Linked DNA regions of Mus musculus: all the other regions are linked to region 3. Evidence: chromatin contacts called from public HiCAR-type and HiChIP or PLAC-seq data. All regions are on one chromosome and are shown on one strand. Each heading gives the region's core, a stretch centred on a gene start, on an enhancer-like site or on the middle of the called end of the contact. The rest is flanking DNA. Distances are from core to core; before and after follow the strand shown. Region 1 has its middle 100 kb from the start of Mir680-3. Region 2 holds the start of Meox2 (mesenchyme homeobox 2). Region 3 holds the start of Ankmy2 (ankyrin repeat and MYND domain containing 2).

Region 1 (3,779 bases), core at 575-3,074, 860 kb after region 3:
TCCACTTCCTTGGTTAGATTTACATCAAGATATTTTATATTATTTGTGATTATTTGAAGGGTGTTTTTCCCTTATTTCTTTCTCAGAGCATTTATCCTTTTTATAAAGGAAGACTACTGATTTGTTTTGACTTAATTTTATATCCAGCCACCTTGCTGTAGTTGTTTATCCACTGTAGAAATTCTCTGGCAAAATGTTTGAGGTGTCTTATGTATACGATCATAATATCAGCAAATAGTGATACCTTGACTTCTTTTCCAATTTGTATTCCCTTGATCTCCTTTTGTTGTCTTATCGTCCTAGCTAGAACTTCAAGTACTATAGATTGGAGCCTTGTCTTGTCCCTGATTTTTGTGGGATTGTTTCAAGATTCTCTCCATTTAATTTGATATTGGCTATTGGTTTGCTGTACATTGCTTTTATCATGTTTAGTATGGGCCTTAAATTCCTGATCTCTCCAATACTCTCAACATGAAGGGATATTGTATTTTGCCAAATGCTTTTTCAGCAAATATTGTGATGATCATGTGATTTTTTCTTTAAAAAAATATATATATAGGATTACATTGATGGATTTCTGTATATTGAACTAGCCTGTATCCCTCGGATGAAGCCTCCTTGATCATGGTAAGTGATCATTTTGATGTGTTCTGTGATTCAGTTTGTGAGAAATCTTTTGAGTATTATTTCATTGATGTTCATAACTGAAATTGTTCTGAAGTTCTCTTTCTTTGTTGGGTTTAGATATCAGAATAACAGTGGCTTCATAAAAATAATTAGTTAGTGTTCCTTCTGTTTCTATTTTGTGGAATAGTTTGAGGTGTATTGGTATTAGGTCTTCTTTGAAGGTCTGATAGACTTCTACACTAAAACCCTAAAATCATCTGGCCCTGGGTTTTTTGTTGTTTTGTTTTGTTTTGTTGTTTTTTTCAGCCTTTTAATGACTGCTTCTATTTTCTTAGAGGTTATAGGACTGTTTAGATAGTTATAAACATAAAAGAATAAAACTAAAGCTAAGAAGGATCAGTAAGAGTAATGGTTTATTTCATTATTATGTTAGCTGGCCATATGATAAAGCATTTAATATAGTGATGAACACAAAGGATGTCCCCCCACCATGTGCCAGGAGAGACAAAATCAAGCAATAAGCATTTCTGTATTACTTTCAACCTTCTAATTTTTCTTTTTTTTTCTTTTTGATTTTTTGATTTTGTTTTATTTTGGTTTGGTTTGGTATTTTTGGTTTTTTGAGACAGGGTTTCTTTGTCCTGGAACTCATTCTGTAGACCAGGCTGGCCTCAAACTCAGAAATCCTCCTGCCTCTGCCTCCCAAGTGCCGGGATTAAAGGCATGTGCCACCACTGCCCAGCCTAATTTTTCTTTATATTACTGGACAATGAGACTTTTTTTTTCTAACTAGGGACACTGCATGATACTTTCATGTTGTAGGGAGAGGGAAAGTCAGGCTAACTTGGGTATGCTATGTTCCCTTAGAGCAAATTAGAGCAAGGTCATGAGAGATAAACAGAGCCAAGCCTGGGAGCAGTTGTGCTTCACTGGGTTTTCTGTTCCTTAATTGGTTTGGAGTGCTGTGGTTCCTTTAAAATATGGGGGAGGTTATTCTACTGAGTGGTGAGTAACTCTGGCCATAGCTACAGGAACAAACAAAACAACAAAAAGCTTAGGGGAAAAAAAAACCCACAAGCACTCAGACTGAAAAAGTAACCAAGCCAAAAATGCCATTTGACTATTGCAAAATGATCGGGCACACACTGAAAGCCAAACATGCTTACAAGTTCAGCAAGCCCCAAATATGCCATGTCATTAGTGTCTTTCCTTCCAAGTATTCTGTCCACATACTCTGAGCTGTTTACCACAAAGAAAAGATGCATCACCTTGTTAAATCATTTCTAAAGCAGGAGGGGAGAAGGAAAAGAAAAAAAAGAAGGGGATAAGTGGGGTGAGGGGAGGGGCTGTGAGAGAGGACCAGGAAGAGGGCAGTGGTCTATGATTAGAGTATTAAAATGAATAAATTAATTAGTTAATGAAAAGGGAAAAGGTGGGAAAGGGAAGGAGTAAGGAAGGAAAAATTAGGAAAAAGGAAACAGGGGGTAGGGAAGGAGAAAGGGAACAAAGAGAATTACTGGAAAAAAATACAATAAAAAGTTTTCAAGTGACTTAATGTGAAATTTTCAAAAAACCTCCATGCTCCACCAGATAAATATTTCTGCATATTCTCAGAAATGGGTCACACTTCCCACATACTTAAAAACATCCTTTACAGTTAATCTATCAATAGCAACCCTACCAGACATTTTATCTTAAAATTTGTCTTGGGCCTGAAGACAGCGTGGTAGTAAAAACCTTGTACAGATCTCCATCAGCCAGGTGAAACAGCTTGGTGTGCTGAGACACTTGCCACCCTAGCCTAGGGAGGGGAAGCTGGAAAAGTCTCAAGATTCGCTGGCCAGCCAGACTAGCCAGTCTGTGAAGAGACCCTGCCTCAGACAATAAGGTAGAGAACAACTGAGCTTGACATTTTGATGCCAACCTCTGTCATCCACACATACACATGTAGGCACATACGTAGCATAGACATGTGTACAAACACACACATGTACACACACATACATATACAATTCTTTGTCCTTTCATTTTTATATGGCTTGTTCGGAAGGAACCAAGAAAGGAAACATAACAAAGCTATGTGAACACAAAGACTGTTTGTTGGACATTCTCCAAACCCAGCTGTAAACATCCACTCTTTGTTCGAATCCTTACAGCCACCTACCCAGTCACATGACAGCAGCATGACCAGCTTTGTCCACCAGAGCTCTTTGCATGGAAATGTACTAAATGTACTAAATGGACATACCAGCCACACTTCTTTCAATGACAAGAAACTGATCAAGTAGAAAATGTGGGAAAGTGGACATTCAGGCTAACTGTCTCCCTGTCTTTAATTGAAGCATTGTCTACTTCTCTGAATTAAACTGTCAGTTTAATTCAAGCTAGCTGAGCTGTTTATCATCCAGGAAAAAATCTAGTAGATGCTGAAGATATGCCAGATTACATTTCTACAGATCTTCTTTGTATGTTTAATCTTTTTTTTCTCCCTCCCTACTTCATGATACACACAGCTCTATGAATTGTGACTCTTATCAAGATGAGGTTTGGACTATCTTCTATCTTGCCTTTCATGTTGGTTACTTTTCGATATGGAATCTTTTCAATGTCAAATGTTGCTAGGTAACTATTTTCCTTGTTTTAATTCAGTTTTGGTAAAAACAAAAGTATATCTAAGTGGTTTAGTCTCAACTAGTATTGCTCTTCTTCCAAAATATGTATGTCCTACTTTTGTGTCAAGAGATACACGATGTGGCTTTCCAGACCTGCACAGAGCTACAGATGGTAGCAGAATTAGTTGTTTATAAATTTTACTGTTCATTGCCACAAACACATGGAACATAGATAATAAGTAATGAAATACTGTTTATAAAATAACTGAATGATTCAGAGAAGGAGATAGAAGGAGATAGATGATTCACATAGAAACAGAAAAAAAGAGGTTTCTCTGTAGAATTCCTTATATCTCTAATTAATATGGAGAAGTACGTGCCTTTAATCTCCAGGGAAATCCTGATGCTGTGAGCCAAACACAGTAGTAGGTTTCTGAAATTAACTGTTGTGATTGATGATCTGGGTATGACAGTGTGGACCGCTTTAAATTTCAGCTTACCAACAGAATAATCAAACTAGAAGTTAAGTTGAATGCTGAC
Region 2 (3,675 bases), core at 643-3,142, 950 kb before region 3:
GAATTCTTCTGGGAGGCTCCCCTTTTGTAGGACTGCTCAAGTTACCCACACCTTCCCTGCATCTTCTTCCAGCACTGTCAGGACTGTTATCTGTCCACTTTCTCCACTGCATCTCAAAGCACTACTCAATTGATGAAGGCTTTTATTTTCCACAGTCGAAGTTCAAACATTTTGTTTTGGTTGGTTGGTTGATTTGGACTTTTTGCTTGTTTCCCGTCCCCGTCCCCCCCCCCCCCCCAAACCAGGTTAGCACCATATGAGTGTAATTACTATAAGAATACTCTTTATTCAAAGTTTTCAGAGGTATTCCTTAAACACTTCTAGATTACTAGATAATTACTTTTTCGCCAAATAAATAGAATGTTTGGGGAGGGGTTGTTTGTTTTTTAAATATCATTTTAAGAAAGGTGCTATTTAAGGAACTCTGAAAGCAAAAATATTAAAAAAAAAGTTTTAGGTTTCTGTTCTTTTTCTTTCTTTAATTTTTCCTTATCTTTTTCTTTCCTTTTCCGTTTTCTTCCTTTTTTCTTTTCCTCCTCTTCTTTTCTTTTCTTTTCTTTTCTTTTCTTTCCTTTTCTTTTTCTCGTATTTGGTCAAATCCAGTTAAAGTTCAAGGCATTGCGCAATAATTTGGAAACCCAGTTAAGGATAGGAAAAGTCGAGTTGTTCAGAGTTGGGAATTGGAAGGGAAAAGTCAAGGAAACCCGCATGCACGCACACACGCACGCAGGCATGCATGCCCAGCGGATGCAGCATCCCAATGGGCACACCCCTCCCAACCCGTGGAGGGACCCGCCACGCTCCCTTAACCGATTTTGCATAGTGTCACTTGCTCTTTCTTCACCACTTCTGGAAAACTGATTTGCGATCTTGGAGGGCTTTGAACGGCTGGATGTAGATATATTAACTTCAGTGAAACACGTGCTCCTGAATTACAGGACGGACGCTCCATGGATGAACTCGCCCACCAGAGCGAGGAAAGGCTAGCAGCTTCACAGTTTGTCTTTCTATGAGAAACATCCCACACCTCCCCGCATCTTCCTAGCCCAGAGCGCACTCTCCCCAGGGTTGCTTTGCCCGCACTCACCTGAGCTGTCGCTTTTCCTTTTGCTGCCACTTCTCTTCTCTACGTCTGCGGGTGACAGCGCTTGACGGCCATAATCCCCTGGTGCGCACGCGGCCCCGGTAGGGGTGCTGGAGCCCAGGCTAGATGAGTTGGAACACAGGACCGGAGGGCTGCTTCCCAGCTCCGGGGGCCCTCCCGAATCAGGCTGCAGGCACAGGCTGTGCCGGGCCGCGCTTGGTGGAGAGGACATCTGCGGGAGGTGCCAGTTGCTTTGCAGAGCCTGGTGCTGCTGCTGCTGGTGGTGGTGATGGTGATGGTGGTGGTGGTGGTGGTGCCCCCTGTGATGCTGGCTGGCAAACATGCCCTCCTCGTTGGGGTATCCCGCGATTATGCAAGACGAGGAAGATGTGGAGAGTTCGGGGTAGGACATGTGGTCAGATCTTCCATGGAGGGCCAGAGAAGACTGGGAGAAGGGGTGCAAGCCTTGCGCTGTGGCGTGGGGGCTGCGCAGGCAGCCAAAGAGGGGGTGTTCCATGGCATGCAAGTTTCGGCTTCCAAGCAGAAGACTTCACGGACGGTCCGAATGTCCACCAAGCGCTGTCACTTTTCACTGGAAATCCTAAGACTTTCCCCCACTCACTCCAAAAGTAAAAGCCGCGCGCGTTTGCATTTGAGCAGAGCCGGCTAATCCCAGTCCTGAGCCTTAGCGGCCAGTCTCCTGCACGTATAAACACTAGGACCTGGAGGAGCTTCCTTCGCAGCTGCTCAGATGTCAAGTGTGGGAGAGGTGGAAGCCAAAAGAAGGTGGTCCCAGAGAACTGCTTTCAGGGGGAAATGGCTCTGAGAGGTTATAAATAGAGTGTAATGTGAGCTGGGGGCTGGCTTAGGAGCCCAGCGCTGACCACATGCAAACTCCCTCCAAAACTCCCGCTCAGTCAGCGCCACCGTGCTCTCTCATTTCCAGTTCCCATTGCTGGCAGGACAGGAGCCGCTGCCCAACGCCCGCCCGTCGGGCCCTGGGAGCTTCCACCACAGCTAGTGGTGCTCCCAGAGCCTCAGTCGCTCCGGGCCACCGCAATCTGTCCCATAGGTTCCCATGGCCAGACGCAGAGGCACTCAGCTTCCCTAAGCCAGCACACAGTGTCTCTGAGTAGCTCACTGCTCTTGGAACCTAGATCTCTCAGCCTTGGTGGGGGTTGGGGTCACCTGCAGGAGCTCCCTGACTACTCCCTGACTTTGCAGACCACAGAGAACTTTCAAGAGAACTTTCAAGAGAAGAAGAGCCTAGTCTGTCGAGCTTTTCAAACTCAGAGGCCACTCACGGTTCCAGCGTAAACACATTAGGTTTATTCTCTTTTAGGTATCTGAGAATAGATTGTTAGAAAACCTAGAGCCAGGGCGGAGGTTGTAGAGCTGTGCACCAAGGCTAGCACAGTGCTACTCTGAGTGCAGAAAGGACAGATATACAATGGGGTGTGCGCGACACAGAGGTGGATGTAGGCTCTGGCGCCTTGGCGACACACAAGTGTTGCTCCAAGTGGTGTCCCCCTTCCTTCTTTTTCTGACCCTCTTCCCACCCCTACTTCTCTTTACCAGTCCAGTTCGCGAAATTTTCTCACCATTTGCTCACCGAGGAAATTGGGAGGGGGGGGGTCAAGAATAACCCGAAAAAATGTCAAATGAGCAAGTCTAACTTGCTCCCAGCTTCACCCTTCCTAGCTAGCTTAACCCTGCAGGAGCCAATTCACAGCCCGCTCCCATCCTTTGAGAAATGAAATCTCTCTTTAGCTCACAGAGCTAATGCTCCTTGCATACATTCCATTCCTCACCACCTTTCTGTTTTAAGCAGATAGCAAACTTAACATTCCCTCAGCGTGGACCCTGCTATCATGGTTCATTTCCCCCAGGTTTACAGCCTGTGCTCCTGGAAATGAACTAACTGCACACCTTGCCACCAGTGAATTTGTGAGAGCAGGGGCTGGGGTTGACACAGCAATTAGCTTGGGCGGCCACAGAATCTACTGGAAGTCCTGTCCTTAACCCACAACAAGCTTGGGAGAGTGGGCTGCAGGAAAGCCTGTTCCTATCTAGGAAGTGTCTGCCAAGGGGATGTCTGCAGTAGCCTAGGGTGTTCAGGACTTGGAGTGTGCCACTATGGTTAACTGCCATATGTTTATTGTCTGGGTGACCAGAAGATGATGGCCAAGTCTTTGAAATTGCTAATGGGATTAATGAGTACAGCAACCTGAACTAGACATCTGGTTTAAATTAGGAAAAGGTATTGATGAATTTTGGAGGAATGTCCCCAAGGCAGAACCCTTCTCTCTGCCGCTCCTTCTGCCATCTTCAGTCTGTTACCCTTTATTTTAAGAGGTTCTCCAGAAAAGGAACTTCCAAACAAACTTTAACATCCGTGTGAAAAGTCGAATTGTTTTGCACAACTTAGAGATGGGGTGGAGTGGGGGTTGATCAGGAATTCCAAGATTTGTAAGCACTGCTTTCTTTAACGGAAATTGAGCCCTATTTTGAGGGAAATTAGTTTTGCAGACTTCGTTAGGGGAAAAAAAAAAAAAAAGAACCTAAAACTTTTGTTCACCAGCCGCTCAACG
Region 3 (3,813 bases), core at 1,003-3,502:
TAACTTATTGGAGATATTTTCTCCGTGGATGCTCCTCTTCCTAGATGGCTCTAACTTGTGTCAAATTCACACACACACACACACACACACACACACACACACACACACGCACGCACGCGCACACACACACCTAATTCAGACACACAGTTAATGACCATTCCATGATACGTCATACTACAATTCAGAGAAAACAAAATAAACAAACACCCAACGTTAGCTCTTCTAGATTAAATGGATGAGGACATGCCATGTCTTCAAAATGTCAATGTTGGCTGATCTTCTCCTATCTGCCAGTATTTTCTGAGAGCAATAACGATCCAAAATCCTGAACATGACAAGAATGTATCACTAAGTAAATCCACCTTGTATCTTTGTTCATAGGCTTAGGGGATTAAACCAATGAAAGCCAGCACCTGTACTCTCACAAACCTAGAGGATGAGGTGGCCCAAGAAATACAAGTAATAAGCACACTAATTATGCTTGATACAACCTTAGAATAAATCCATCCAAGAATTCATACTTCTCCTTTCACACACATATTTTCTCCAGCTGCCAATGGGTTTTCACTTTCAAGTGAACATGTGATAGCATTGGCTTGTTTAAAACCAGAATTCCTATCCCTGGTGGATTATGGGTTGAAAGCTGTCCTCTCTTAATTTTGATTGGTACAACAGGCACACAGCCGGGGCTCCAGTTCACTAACCTAAATCCCAGACCCACTAAAGGGAGCAAGAAACTAACCTAGAGACGGCATGAAAGCCAGAACTCATTGACAGCCATGCAGTTCATAGAATAAAAATCCAACCCAGAGCTCTGAGATTTCCAGCAAATATTGATTACCGTGAGAATCATGACTGATTTAGAAGTGAGATCAGTTCCTAGTCGCCTGCTGAGTTCAAACCATTGTTTTCTCTTCTCATACTCTTTAGACACGTGGACAGTCCTTGTTAGGAAGAATACATTTGTCTTCCTATCTGTGATTCTAGATGAGTTTGGCTAAGTAGAAAACTGTAAACCCAGGAGCTCTGTATTACAATGTCTGGCTTCTCTGTCATTCGAGGGCACATGTTTAATTTTTTCACTTAAAGCATCCACATTAATCATGCCCACAGGCACCGCATCCTCTTCTCAGCAAAGTGACAGTGCACGTGGTCACGCTGATGTTACCTGCCAGGTAACGGGGATGCGGCCAGGAACTCATTTGGGACATGCACTCAGGGACTGGTGGGGAAACATGGCTTCTAGTTGGCTTCCTTCCTGCAAGCTGCACAGAGGAGGCGTGGCTCGAATCCACAAAGTGGACTGGGAAGCACCAAGGAGCTCAACAAGATCACTTGAGGTCTAACATCGGACCAAGGTCAGTCGTGTCTGTGGGTGCCTGCGCCGACCTGGGCTACAGGAAGCCAGCCACAGAAGGCCTTGATGCAGAAAGCTCAGGGCGGAACATGCAGAGCGAGTTCTGTGCCCTTATAAAGAACCCCTGTTGCTGAAAGCTCCCTCCACCCGCAGCAGGGGCGGGGATCTGCAAGGGATCCAGATCCTTAAGCCTCCGGAAGTCGAAAGGGCCCTTTATACACCCGACTTGGAGCCTAGAACTACCAGGCCACTGCGGTCTTGACTGATTACGGTCAAAACATCCAATGAGCTGGCAAGCATGCATACGCAAAGACAGGCGCCCAGGGCCACGCGTGACTGTCTAAGATGTGTAGTGACAGTCGGTCGATTTCCAAAAAGCTGATTTAGAGGTCTAAGCTCGGCAACCTAGATCTGATGGCCTCAATTTTTCTGCCTCCCATCTCCCCGCCCCTGCAATCGGTCCCCAGACAGAGACAGAAAGGCTTTTTCCGGATTGCAAGTTGCCCAAGGTCCTCCGGGCCTAGGGCGCGCTCCAGGCTCCTCAATGCCCTGAGACCAGGTGTGCAGCACCCGGATACCAACCCTGCACCCGTACCTTTCCCGATCACTTCCAGCAGTTCCTTTTCCTCCTGGGTCAGCTCGCCTTTCTTTATGTGACCCATCGTTCCCGCCAGCTTGACGCTTATTCTATTTCTTTGGAAAGGTTTTTTAAAAAAACAAGAGACGTGTATGCGTCGTGGAAGACCGCCACAGCAAGGCAACTCGAGGCCGGAGCAGCAGCCCAGTGAAGTGGCAGAGTCGCTAGGGTCTCACGGCTGGGGGCTGGCGGGTGCGGCGAGCTTGAGCGAGCCGGGCTGGCGCTCTCCACAAGTCCCGCCCCCGCGCCTCAATGGCCAGGTCGGGAGGAGGAGCTGCAAGAGGCAGCAAGCGACTCCAATTGGAGCAACCTACGAGGTCCAAACCAAAAGGAGACATTTGGAAGGGGATTCAATACATCTTCTAGGTTTCCTATTCCCATGATAACCTATTAAGAAGTACAGGGACACAGGGTTCCTTGGATTCTAAGGATAGAAGTTCTCTGCCTGGTAGTGACTTCTGTGGGCACGTGCGGAGGCATTGGGATGCAGCTAGACGGGCTGCACTGCCCCTAAGAGTGGCGCGGTTCGGGCAAGGGGCGGGGATAGGGCGGGGCCGGGGCAGGAGGCGGAGCTACACCGGGTTCTGTGTGTCTGTGTCAATGTGTCTGTCCTTCACTCCTCCATTGTCTGCCTCAGCCACTGCCGCCGCCACTGCTGCTGCAGGATCCGCCGCAGCCACCAGTCTCGCGCGTCGTCGCTCCCTCCTTGGACAGGTAAGAGGTGATCAGGTGGGGCGGCGGGAGCCTGAGAGTTGAGCGAGCAGTGACCGCCTCCGAGCCAAGGGGTCCCAGCGGGCTGGAGCTGGCGTGGAGGAAGCATGTGCCACCTGGGGCGGTTGCCTTCCTCTTCATAGAGGAGCCCCCGCGCCGCGCCATCATCCATGCACGTACTGTGTATTAGTGCCTCTCGAGCGAGACCTAGACCTCGCTACGTTTGTCCGCCCCAAGAGCTCCGGGGACCGCGGGCCGGCCGTAAGCTGGCCACGCGGTGAAAGTGGCGGGTGCACATGGTCTCGTGCGTGGCGATCCCCGGGGAGGCCCACTGCCGGGAGGTGAGGGGAACACCCCATGACCAGCGACACTGGGAGAGGCTCGGAGAAGGTAAATTTCTTTTTGCAAACCTAGCCCTCCCCAGTACTTGTCTGTCATTTCTTGCCCTCTGTGGAAGCCATGGAACCTGGACCTGTGGTGTTCGCTAAGGATATTTAGAAGCGACTTACAACTGCTCTGATACTTTGTTGGGGTGTGGGGGTCTTTTTTGCTCTGAGAGAGCTGCCTGTCTTTATAACTCAGGTTTGGGGATTTATGGAACTAGGGAGGGTAGGCTGGAGAGGGCGGGGATTAAATTGGTGTTGCTGTCTATATATAGCCTTAGATTAGTTTCTTAATCCAGCCTTCATTCAACTGTGGTGTGGCTCCTGGAGCGTCCACCGTAGGTAGATAAGAGGTGAATATCGTGTGTACCTTTCTGTGCCTCCGATGCAAGGTACGCTTAAGAAAATATTCAATCATTCCTCCAAGATGCTTATCTGTAGCGTTCTACAGCGTCAATCACTGCTTCTTCGGAAATGACTGTTTAGTTTTGCTGTTGTTTCTCAACAGACTGGTATTGATGTTTCCGTTAAAACACAATTGTGCTAGGGAGAAATACTTGAATAATCATGTAGGTGGTTTTTATTAAGTAGCCCCAGGATCGCTCTTTCATTCCACGGTGCCAAGAATGATGTGAAATGCCTTTTCCTGTGGCCCCTCTACCTCGTTTTGCTCAAAGCGCGTACTAGCACTTCAGAGACCCACAGATGACGTTCCCTATCTCTTA

Evidence for each region. HiCAR-type assays count read pairs that join an accessible place to other places. HiChIP or PLAC-seq counts read pairs in DNA pulled down with a chosen protein or histone mark.
Region 1: a contact with region 3 is called in an H3K4me3 HiChIP or PLAC-seq map of bone marrow-derived macrophages, with 8 times the contacts expected there. The contact joins the enhancer-like site here to the promoter of Ankmy2 in region 3. A contact is called at or near these places in 2 of 39 promoter capture datasets (liver and pre-B cells), 4 of 115 datasets of contacts at active chromatin or transcription factors (astrocytes, bone marrow-derived macrophages and forebrain) and 1 of 9 other capture datasets (adipose tissue).
Region 2: a HiCAR-type map of astrocytes shows a contact between it and region 3, with 2.4 times the contacts expected there. The contact joins the promoter of Meox2 here to the promoter of Ankmy2 in region 3. A contact is called at or near these places in 1 of 39 promoter capture datasets (second pharyngeal arch cranial neural crest) and 2 of 115 datasets of contacts at active chromatin or transcription factors (astrocytes and large pre-B cells).

What each region holds. Positions count from the first base shown.
Region 1 is chr12:35,292,791-35,296,569 of GRCm38.p6, reverse strand. No RefSeq gene overlaps it. Among named protein-coding and RNA genes, the nearest start is that of Mir680-3, 100 kb to the right of the region's middle. Within about 2 kb of position 1,824, at least 87 of the 459 cell types and tissues checked have an H3K27ac peak or open chromatin away from gene starts, as enhancers often do. A contact at or near this core is called in adipose tissue, astrocytes, bone marrow-derived macrophages and 1 more, where this site is marked.
Region 2 is chr12:37,106,757-37,110,431 of GRCm38.p6, reverse strand. Meox2 (mesenchyme homeobox 2) reads right to left here and starts at 1,892. Exons shown (of 3, transcript NM_008584.4): 1 at 1,088-1,892. The coding sequence starts at 1,601.
Region 3 is chr12:36,155,563-36,159,375 of GRCm38.p6, reverse strand. It overlaps Ankmy2 (ankyrin repeat and MYND domain containing 2), which reads right to left and starts at 2,252. Exons shown (of 10, transcript NM_146033.3): 1 at 1,953-2,252. The coding sequence starts at 2,019. Bzw2 (basic leucine zipper and W2 domains 2) reads left to right here and starts at 2,551. Exons shown (of 12, transcript NM_025840.3): 1 at 2,551-2,708.